2 separate regions of the Arachis hypogaea genome follow, and region 2 is linked to region 1. A link is a contact called in public Hi-C data. All regions are on one chromosome and are shown on one strand. The core of a region is the stretch at or near the end of the contact, and the rest is flanking DNA. Distances in the headings are between cores, read along the strand shown. Region 1 has its middle 9.4 kb from the start of LOC112734056. Region 2 holds the start of LOC112734058 (sucrose transport protein SUC3).

Region 1 (5,474 bases), core at 2,652-5,151:
TTTAATTTTAATTTTAATTGTAATTAAAAATATTATATTGTACATTTTGATTATCAAATTTATAATTAGTTATTGATAATGATATATAAGAGAGATAGGATGTATAAAGAAATGAGAGAGATAGAGAAAAGGAGATAAAGGAAGATAGAATTCTTTGATTTTAGAGGAAAAGATTTGATTTCAATTACAATAAAAGAGTGACATATGACTTATTTTAGTGATAAAATTACTAATATATAATAGAATATAATAGATAATAGATTTTTAAGTACAAAATTAAGTTAATGTAAACTGACTAATTCTTTTAGAAGATTTTTTTTATTTTTTACGGTATTTTTTTATCTTTTAATCTGTTATGAATCAGAATTTCATTTAAAATTTTTTTTTTTGGTATTTCATCATGGCCTAAGTCCCAAAAAAAAACGGGTTACATGTTTAAACCCAATCTTACAATACTAGCTCTCTTACAATCTTCTTCTAATAACAATTTGAGGTCAAGAGGAGGATTATCTATAAAATGTACTCCAGCAATATATTTAACTCCATTCTTTGCCATCCAATCTGAACAGGTGTTGGCTTCTCTATTTATATGGTAAAAAGTCAATTCCCAAGACCTTTCCTTTAGATTAGCAATTCTATTCACTAGGGTATTAAAATTTCTGCAACTTTGGGAGGCTTTGCTAATACATTCATACGCTTCTAGGGAGTCTGTCTCTACCATCATTCTTCACATACCCATATCCCAGGCAATTTAAAGACCATGATAAATACCCCATAGCTCCGCTTGAGTTGCTTGGCAACTTCCAATATTAACGACAAATCCACCAATCCACTTACCATGATGAGTTCTTAGAAGTCCTCCAAACCCTGCAGCTTTTTCATTTTTTTGCATTGAGCCATCCGAATTGAGCTTCGCCCATCCTTGAGGTGGAAGTTTTCAATTTAAAATTTTAATGTTAGCAAATAAATTTTTGTATGCATATATCTATATGATCCATTTCACATGTTCATTACCTAGCCCGTGGATTATTTTTGAAAATTTGTAGGGACAGTCTGAATTAAAAAAAAAAAAAACAACAACAACACAAGTTAGTACATATGAACAAAGGTCTATGTCCTTTAATTATTTTTCCTGGGTTCGATTTTTTTTGGAGGATAAAAATAAAACTTACTTACTTTGAAGGGTCGTTTACTTTATGTTTCTATAATATTTGAGGAATTAGTCATCAAGCTTTTGGCGTGTTTGCTTGATATTTTACTACAAACAAAAATATATATTTTTTATTTTTAAATTTTTTCAAAAATTTTAGATAATTTTTAGTTTTCTTTTATTTTAATTTTGTCTTAGAAATTTTTTAGTTCTGTCAAATTTATTCTAACGGTTAATTTTGAAAAAAAAAATTATAACTAATTCAGTAATAATTTCATAAGAATAATATTCAATACAAGCAAATCAAACATAGTTATTATGTATTATTGTTGAATTCGTCTTAATTTTTTTGAAAATTTAACTGTTAGGAATATATTTAATGCAAATAAAAAACTTCTTAAACAAAATTAAATCTTTTAATAAACTTCAAAGACAAAAAATATATTTTATCCTAAAAAAAACACGAAGGTTAAAAATGATAGTTATTTAGATTGCGGTTGTTTTGTGGAATTGATACTGAAACTGAAAATTGGGATTGAGTATTGTGTTTGATGATTAGAGACTCAAATTAAAATTTTAATTTTGAGACACAAAATTTAATCTCTTTAATACCTCAAACACAATATAAAAACTTAATTTAATCTCTATTTCTCTGTTTTTATCTCTTATTCTTGCTCTCTTAATCTCAATATTACTTTCTAATGCAATATTAGATTATTTAAATATCGTGTCGAGGTTCGACTGTAGATTTTATGATCAGGCTTCTACTCACTAAAAGATAAACTTTGATTGGGTTAAAAATTAGTAGCCAACAAATCAAGTTGGGTTGGTCTAGTGGTTAGCTCACTAGTCTGCTTAAGTAAGTGTCAGGGGTTTAAATTCTTTTTTATGCATGCAGCAATCTATTCACCAACGACAAACTCTTAAATAGAGTTCAGTACCATGTTAAATTAGCCCTTTACCTATCAAATTAGGAGATACCGTAGAAAAAAAAATTAGTAGCCAACAATTCTAAGTTTGTATATGTATTCGTAATTTATTTAATTTTCTTTTTCATTCTACAATTCATATTTTTCCTAAGTTTGTATATCAACCCAAATGCACCTTCTAACAAGGCATATATTTATGTCAGTAGTACAAGTCTTGTAGTGCAGCAGTGCCAAATGTTTTAATAAATAAAAAAATAATTGGTTAAAAAATAGTTTTTTTTTTTAAGTATTTATTTATTTTAGTCTTTAAAATTTTTTAATCAAACACTTTAGTTCCAACTAAAATTAATTACTCAATTGGTCGTTAACAATTAATTTTGTCAATCATTTAGGTCTTTTGTTCCGTCAATTTTAACGAAGGATAAAATAGTTACTGGCAACTCTAACATGGGATAAAATGACCCCTGACCCCCTCTGTTCAGAAACAACATTGTTCTCCCCTAATTTTCATCGTATCTCGCATAACCTTAACAGTCTAACACTGCAACTTCAAGCTATATGTGCACACTCTGCAACTTCAATATTCACAAGACGAAAAATCATCAATTTGTTCTCAACCAATTCATACTCAAGAAACTATTGACTATATATCTCAAGTACTTGTCGTCTTCGATGGATCCCATGAATCTAGACAGCAAGTCCGATTTGTTAAGACCCGTCGTTGTTATCGTCGCCATCTCCCTCCTCCTCTGTCCTATCATCTCCATGGCCGCATTGTCCACCACTCTGATCGCTTCCTTCATCTTCTTCTCCGAATCAATATTCCGTAATCACTTCAGTTTTCATATGAGCGATGACGGTGACATTGCTCGTTGTACTGATAGCTTGAATGTGAGGTCGAAACTGTCTGCCAGCTTGGACTTCGGGAGAGAAGGAATGAAACACTTAAGGTCTATTTCAAATGAGATTTTTTATATGATGTTGAAGGAGAATCTTCTCATGATGTCCTAATATCCAACAATCTATATTTATTGTCGGAGAGTGGAGAAAGGCGTGCCCTTAGGGTAGTTATAGAACTTGATCTTGAGGATGTGGTGGACGTTGTTGGAGTTGGAGGTGATGCTGCTATTGAGGACGTGGAGGTGGATGCTTCTGGTGGGCGAAATACAGAGGAGGTGGGTGTATCAGTCACAGAAATTTGAAAAGTGTGTGGTTCATGACATATTGAGATAGGTGCAACACGCGTGGCAGTTACACCATGGCTTCATTTTGGAGCTGAAGAGGAGGAAGGAGAAGATGGAGAAAAAGACTGTAAAGGTGAAAAAGAAGATTATGAATGTTAGGGTTATACGAGATATTATGGAAATTAAGAGAGAAGGTGTCGTTTCCAAACAAAGGGAGTCAGGGATCATTTTATCTTCGGTTAGAGTTGATAGAACAAAGGACTTAAATAACTGACGGAGTTAAATTTTTTTTTTTTGGTAAGCTGGAGGCCAAAGGTCCAAGTTATCTAACATTTACTGTTTGAGGTAAGCAAACTCCACGACTATCTTCATCTAAAATAAACTTAAGCCTACTTGGAGGCTGGTCCAAAAACGTAAACACTGCCTTCCAATCTCTTCCTTCCTTACTTGGTGTCAGTGGATTTAAAGTATGCCATAATTTAGTAATTTGGTTGCTTTTGTGTTCTCGTTGAGACACTGAAAATTGTTTTTTGGTCATGTTGAGACACTGAAAATAAACCATACAAAACCTTTAGTTGGGCCAACTGCGAGGGCTGAAAGGCTAAATGGGCCACCCTCCATGATGAATATCACAGCCCACACTGCAAACTGTACGTTTTTTTTTTATTTTATAGTTGCTTTGGTTTTTGATACCTTTTATAATCACCAGCGACCTACTGACCAAAAGCAAAAAAAGCACCAGCGACCTTTTTCTGACCAAAACTGAAGAAAGAAAGAAAAAGTGATCGTTTTCTTCTTCTTTTGATTATGATGTTTTTGACCGAATGTGTCCTCATAATAAAATGTGGTTCGTATAATTAAGTTGAAGGATCGGATAAATGACTAGTTTAACATTTAAAAAAATTATAATTTAGAAAAAAAATTGTCTATAAACGAAAAGAAAGGTTTTTCGCCATTTTTTTGTGAAATGACCACATTCATTATTTTCCCTTTAATATCTTTTTAAGTATTAGATAAAAAAAAGCACTATTCATATACCAAACATTCTTAATATCTATAAAAATATGATTGTTACTAATTAATTATATATTTAAATTAATAAAATAAAAAGAACACATATTTGATTGTTAAACAAAATACTAGTATCAAAATTATGTTTATTACAAAGGATATAAACATAGCGGGAACAGAAAAAAAAAAGTAATGAAAGTATGAAACATATCAATCTTTGAAAGATTTAAAAGAATTTACCTTCGTATTTTTTTTCATATTTCTAACCACTAAATATCACTTGCATAATCAATTTGGATTAGTCAAGTGATTAGTTCACTTATCGGTTTAAATAAATGTCAGAAATTTAAATTTCGTCTTGTGTATACAGTAATTCATTGGCCGATGACAAACTCTTAAATAAAACTCAAATTTGCAATAAATTAGTCATGGACTTGCCAATCCAAAAAATACTTTGAACAACAAAAAAATATCACTTGGGTTACGTTTACCAGGAGTCAAACCCCGGTCTATTGCTGGAAGGATTAAATGGTATTAAATACATTTCTATTAAAAGAAGAAAATGATAAATAAACAATCTTTCCAAATAAAAGGTTGAAATACAATTATTTTCAACATATATCCCATCTTATAAAATATAACATTTCTCTATTATTCCAGAATCTGAACAGTAACAATCCAGTTTGGTTATACTTATATCCATAATAATTAATATAAATCGTAATGCATAGTTGGCCACATGACCTAACCTTGTATATATATTTTGTTCAAAATTTACACCTCATACATATGTGGATAAGCTTGTCATCAAAGAGTTCCTTCATAAGAAAATCTAGCATAATTTTTTAAAGTGGCCTTTGACAGAATAACTCTAAGCAAGATTTTATCTAAACTTAATTGTATGAATCAAAATTATTGATTGCAGATTGACATTTGAAGAGTCACATATAATCCCCAAACATGAGGGAATGCGCAATAGATGGCTCTCACAATAATAATCCGAACCACTTTATCAGACATTTTCACTTAGGAATCATCAAGCACGTGGCCACTAAATCGATCTTTAGATGAGTTATTTAATTATTATTATGTCCCCAGACAGAACTTTAGCCTAATATAATTAATTAATTAATTAATTATATGATATAGTTGGCTTCGTAGAAAGTCTTGTCAAATTAAAATGACAAAATCTTCATGCGT
Region 2 (5,619 bases), core at 2,479-4,978, 35 kb after region 1:
AACTTGTCAATAAGTTTACTAATACTGCTCCAGGTCCATCCATAAAGTTTTCATTATGATCTTCCCCAGCTTGCAAATTCTCATGTTTTAGCTCTACATCTTTCTCAATGTGATCCTCATTTATCTTTCCATTGATGTCATTTGATAAAGGCTTTGATTTTGAGAGTTCAAAGCCATTTTGTTGTTCATCCAGTAAAGGATCAGAATCTGATAAGCGACGATGCTGAGTTGTAGTAAGCGGAACCTCATCAGCAAAATATAGGGTGACAAGTGTGCATAATGTCAAGAAAACCTGCTGACATTGACGATTAGATTCCACTAGTGAAAAGTAACTATACATAGATTTAAGGATTTAATTTTGATATGATGATAGTACAAAAAGTTTTGTGTAGTCATCCTATTATATGATGTCCTAACAACAAACACGTTAGTCCTTTATATCCACTACTCTGAAAGTCATATATTCTTATATGATCTGACAATATATAAAATGATATCAGATAGTAACCCACCACAGCAACAAGAAATGCGGCCTTAAGATTGCCACAGGCTTCACAGCAAGCTCTATTTGTCAGGAAAGGGAACCATCTGCTCAGGTAAGAAACAAATAATATCAATGAGCAGAAAATAAGCATTAACTTCAAGTAAAACCTATACAAAATACAAATATGGTAAACAAAGCATGCTTCTGTAAAAGATAGAATCCTCATTCTTCTGAGAGACCCTTCACATGAGTTGTTCTACGCCATCCTAAGGATCCCTTCTGCTATAATAACTCTTCAGCATATAAATGTAAAACAAATTATTGTTACTTGTTTCAAACAAATTGATTTCATAAGGAAATCTGCTAGATGGCTTTAATTGCTAGAATTACATGCCATGACTAGTGACCTTTGCATGAATAAGGGGGCTTATCTCTACATTTCATCATTGACAAAATGCCATTCTCAAAGGAACATGAGCAATGAGTTTTATGTTAGCACTGTGCGAAATATTAGCAAGGCCTCACCTGTTCCACTTTCCACTAGCACCAGCAGAATATCCCAGGATATTGCCAACTGCCATCCATGAACAAAATATAGCATTTGCTACATTGCGTTGATCAGGACCTAATAATAGGAAAATTATTGTATCATGATGTTTTGTCGATATCAAGAAAGTATTTAATACAAGATGAAAATCAAGAATCCACATTGTGATTGTTGAGAACGTGAACAAAGAAAGCATGTAAAATAAGCAAGTTCTACCTGAAAGATCAGCCAAAAGTGCCCGAGCTGGCCCCTACAAATTAAAATTTGAAAGCATAAAAGAAAACTTACTTTCTTTCATCAATATAAAGATAACGGAAAGAAGCACATTCTAATTCTTTGACCTTACCTGCACAGTGTTGTTGGCAAGATCCAGCATCCAGAACCCAAGAATAAATACAAGAGCAGCTCTTGTTCGGGTGCCTTTAAATGTGCTAGAATTTCAAAAATATAAAATTCATTAGTATTTAAGTAGGTTCATAGACGTGAAATTTTAAAAGCAGAAGTGTGGTAAAACTAAAGAGTAAACAAGAATGAACAGATGGCAAGGGAAACCTGCAATGCTCACTTGTATCCCCAAATAAATATCCAATGTCTGCAGAAAACCCAATTAATATCACCTACATTACAAGACATAATTTAGCTAATGTGAAATTAAGTGTCAAAGTAACCCAGATGTAAACAATAAGGACCACTGATGCTTACAGCCAAGGAAATCATAAGGGATCCTGCCAGAATGAATGGACGCCTTCTACCATACTTCGAAGTACATTTATCACTCCATATACCAACACAGGGTTGAACCTGTGATAAAAGGTGACACAAATTTGTTATTTGCATGATTAAATCAATCCAGTAACAAATCATAGATTTGTCCAGACCAACACCCATATTCCATAGATGGATATATGTTATAAAGTTAATAAACATTCAGTGAAAAGGCATAGACGCTTGAATATAATTTAATGGAGCAAAAGAAAAAAACAGGCATGAGAAGAATTTTAAAGACAATTAATATAAAAATTAAAAATAAAGCAAGACTATATCACCTACCACAAGGCCAGTAATGGGGCCACAGAGCCAGATAAATGAAGAAAATGCATGTCCTATACCCAACGTCTGCACCAAAAATGAGTATACAGTTAATTGGAAAGCTGAATATAATGCTATAAAGACACACATTAAACATTGACAGCAAATTAGTTAATACCAAAAGCATATATTAAAAAAAAAGATAATCATCCAAAACAAGTCAAGCAGAAAACCATGCAAGCAGATACACCTCTTATGCAACTAAAATAACTAAATAATAGAAATACTCCTCTGAGGCCAATTGCAATTGATCCGCTTACAGCTCAAAAGAATCTGCGTGTGACAACTTTGAAATACCACTTCAGTGGCGATTGGTGAATGCTAAACTGTCGAACAAAGTTTCCGCAGACAAGGCCCCCCCAAAAGGAAAAGAGTATCACAATAACGGGTGCGTATTTAATAAATCCCCAGAACTTAAATCAGACTAGCACATAACATAGGTACACGGTAGAGCTAACAGCATTATACTTTAGCCTACTATGCAAATTACAGAATGCAGGTACAATAATAAAAGATAGTGCAACGAAGCTTTCCCGTACTGACTATTAAGCCTATATAGAAATCTATTTATTGACCCGTACAAATCAACTAGCTTCATCTACTGTTTAAAATCACAATCTCGCAGCCATTATCCGCTCTCAACAAAAACCAGTAACCCTCAATCACCTACCGTAGCAACTAGATTCTAGCAACAGCAAACAAAACCCATAATTTCAATTCCCGTACTCTTTTCAAAGTCAGCATTCACTCCAAAAAGCAAAACCTCCCGAGGTTTAGCAACATGCCCCCATTCTCTAAACAATTGAAGGGAAAAAAAGAACTCAGAATCTAACTCACAAGGATCCGATCAAGCACATTCCACCCCCCCCCCCTCTTTTTTCTTTTGGATAGAAATCAAGCACAATATCAGAACATATTTAAAAAAAAAAGGTCAATTCAACCTGTATGTAAGGAGTGAGGAGAGAGAGCTGCAAGGCCCAACCGAATTGAACGCCGGCGGCGACGGTGCAACTGAGTACCAGATTGACCAAGCTGGCGTTCTTGGGCGGAGTAGGAGGGATCGGAGATCCATCATGAGAGTGAGAGTTTTGCGCGATCCGGCGGCGATGGTTGACGTCCTCGACGCCGACCAGCTCCACCTCATGCGCGGCGGAATCCTCCCTCAAATTCCTGTACGGAACGCGGATCGACACCGCGTCAGACTTCCCCGCCATGACCGGCAACGCGATTCAGTAGCTACCAATCGCAATGCGCACGATCTGTTTGTCACAATGCTCGTGTACATTCACTTCGATCCAATTGCGAAAGAAAAACGAGAAAAAGGATAGAATTCTATTCCAGGGTTTATCGTTGAAATTGGATTTTTTTATCTGAAAGATAGAATGAGAGAGTCAAATTTGGGAATTAGGCGGGCGAAGGAGGAAAGGCGTTGAAGAATAGGTGCAAGGTTGGAGGCTACCATACTCTCGGTGCAAGCGAGATCTGCTACGTTGCATCAGTGTGAAGAATTCTACATCGGCGTCTGATTCACTGCCACGTGGCACAATTGCTAATGCTTTGGTATTCACTGCTTCCTAAGGGAAACAATGACCCGTAGAATTTTCTACTTAGAATTTTCACTTTTATATAAGAGAGAATATAATAAAACAGCAAAGCTAAGCGCCAAATTTGTGCTAGATTTGTGGGTTATATGTAAATATTTATATATTATATACAAAAATTTTATATTATATCAATAAATTTGTATTATATACAAAACTTTTTATATTATACTTTAAAAATTTTGTTATATTAATAAATTATTATGTTTTTGGCAAAAATTTATATGCGGCAAAATACACGAAAAAAGAAAAATGTTGACATATGCGTGTGTTTTTTCTGCTAAATTTATACTAATTTGATTAAATTTAATTATAAAAATATTTGTATATGTAGCATCATCCATAATAAAAATAAAAGTTCAATAAATATGCACTTTTTGTAAAAGAGAGAAATAAATTCCGAGGCATGAGATTCAGAATCAAGAACTGTCGGTGCGTGATTGAATAACTTATAGCTTAAGGAAGTGCTCATCAAGTTGCAGTAAAAAAAGAATTAGCAGCAATTTTAGCTAACTTAAAAATATATTTGATTATATATATATACTTAAAAATATATTTGATTATTTTAATATATATATATATATATATATATATATATATATTAAAGCTAATTTTTTATATCCACTAATAGTTTTTGTTGAACAAAAGCAGGTTAATTGAATGATAATAGTGGGTATACCCAAAGAAGAGGGGGGGGGGGGGGGGGAGTTAATGAAACAGTATCTTAATCACATGTGTAATTTTATGAAATTAGTCAAATAATTTGCTCTTATTTGGTAAGAGAGTGCTAATGCTGGGTAATCAATTCAGTCTAACTTTCTTTTGGTACAATGGAATCAAAACTAAAAGTGGGAAATGGGAAAGTATTGGGTTTGGCAGGAAAAGGTTTTAATTTTTTTTTCCTCTTTTTATTAATTCTTTAAATTCCTTATTTTAAAGTCTTTAATCAATGTCATAGCAAAAATCCTTACTCAATGAATACTCGCCACTCGGTTTTAAAAACTAAACAATTTTTTATCAACAACCATTTTTTGTTTTTTATTCTATATTACCGACTTGGGTTACATAATTTTAGTGCCGTGGAACCAAATTCAACATCTGTGGTCTCCCTTACACTGGAACTTTTCTACCCAAAGGGTATGAGGTCATTGAAATTTGGAATATGAATCTGATGTTTGATTTAATTAGGACCATTGGATCTACAGATCTGAACATTCCAGATCGTAGGGTTGAATAGTTGAATTTAAGTGTCACTCTAACTTGCATTCAAGGTGTCCCAATTTCTGCTTTTATAATATTTAAAGTAAATAACAATCAAAGGGGAAGCTTGACTATTAGAAACAACAAAAAAATATATGAATAAATAAAACAAGGCCACGTAAGGAGCACTGATGTGGGTGCATACGCTGTTTGACTCGGCTCAATTCTATTGCATCACCCCTTGGTGCATAGTTTGTTAAGGAGAAAAAAATGATTATGCAGCTAAATTTACCTTACTAATCACATCAAGACAGTTAAATTACACATGAAATTGTAGTCTTGTAATAGATCATAATACTAATACACATAAAGCAGTAAGTTCAGCTGTTCATATGTATATACAAAATATGAAGCATGCATAGCTATACTAATAACAATACTATAATAACAAGCTATATTCAGAACAGGGAAAAAAGATAAACAAGAAAAGAGAGTTGAATTATGGTTATGGACTTATGGTTATGGCTATCAACTTACGGCAATGGCTCAATTTTTAGCTCCACGGTTACCTAAATCGGAAGCAACCTGCGCTGCCCGGGTTAAAGCACCGGAAACCCAGAAGGCACCTTTAGAGAAATAGCTACTATTAACTACAGTGTTCGCAGCTGCAGCCACAGATCGTCCCGTGGCAAATGCAG

What was found. A called contact is a pair of places that touch in the nucleus more often than the background predicts.
Region 2: a contact with region 1 is called in a Hi-C map of an unstated tissue, with 2.6 times the contacts expected there. The contact joins the promoter of LOC112734058 here to the enhancer-like site in region 1. A contact is called at or near these places in 2 of 8 Hi-C or Micro-C datasets (leaf and an unstated tissue).

Annotation. Positions count from the first base shown.
Region 1 is chr3:134,716,305-134,721,778 of arahy.Tifrunner.gnm2.J5K5, forward strand. No RefSeq gene overlaps it. Among protein-coding and RNA genes, the nearest start is that of LOC112734056, 9.4 kb to the right of the region's middle. Within about 2 kb of position 3,902, at least 3 of the 3 cell types and tissues checked have open chromatin away from gene starts, as enhancers often do.
Region 2 is chr3:134,751,004-134,756,622 of arahy.Tifrunner.gnm2.J5K5, forward strand. It overlaps LOC112734058 (sucrose transport protein SUC3), which reads right to left and starts at 3,729. Exons shown (of 14, transcript XM_025783242.2): 1 at 3,062-3,729; 2 at 2,082-2,147; 3 at 1,734-1,832; 4 at 1,584-1,648; 5 at 1,378-1,462; 6 at 1,248-1,281; 7 at 1,010-1,109; 8 at 513-588; 9 at 1-292. The coding sequence starts at 3,334. LOC112734059 (binding partner of ACD11 1) reads right to left here. Exons shown (of 5, transcript XM_025783245.3): 5 at 5,241-5,619. The coding sequence ends at 5,468.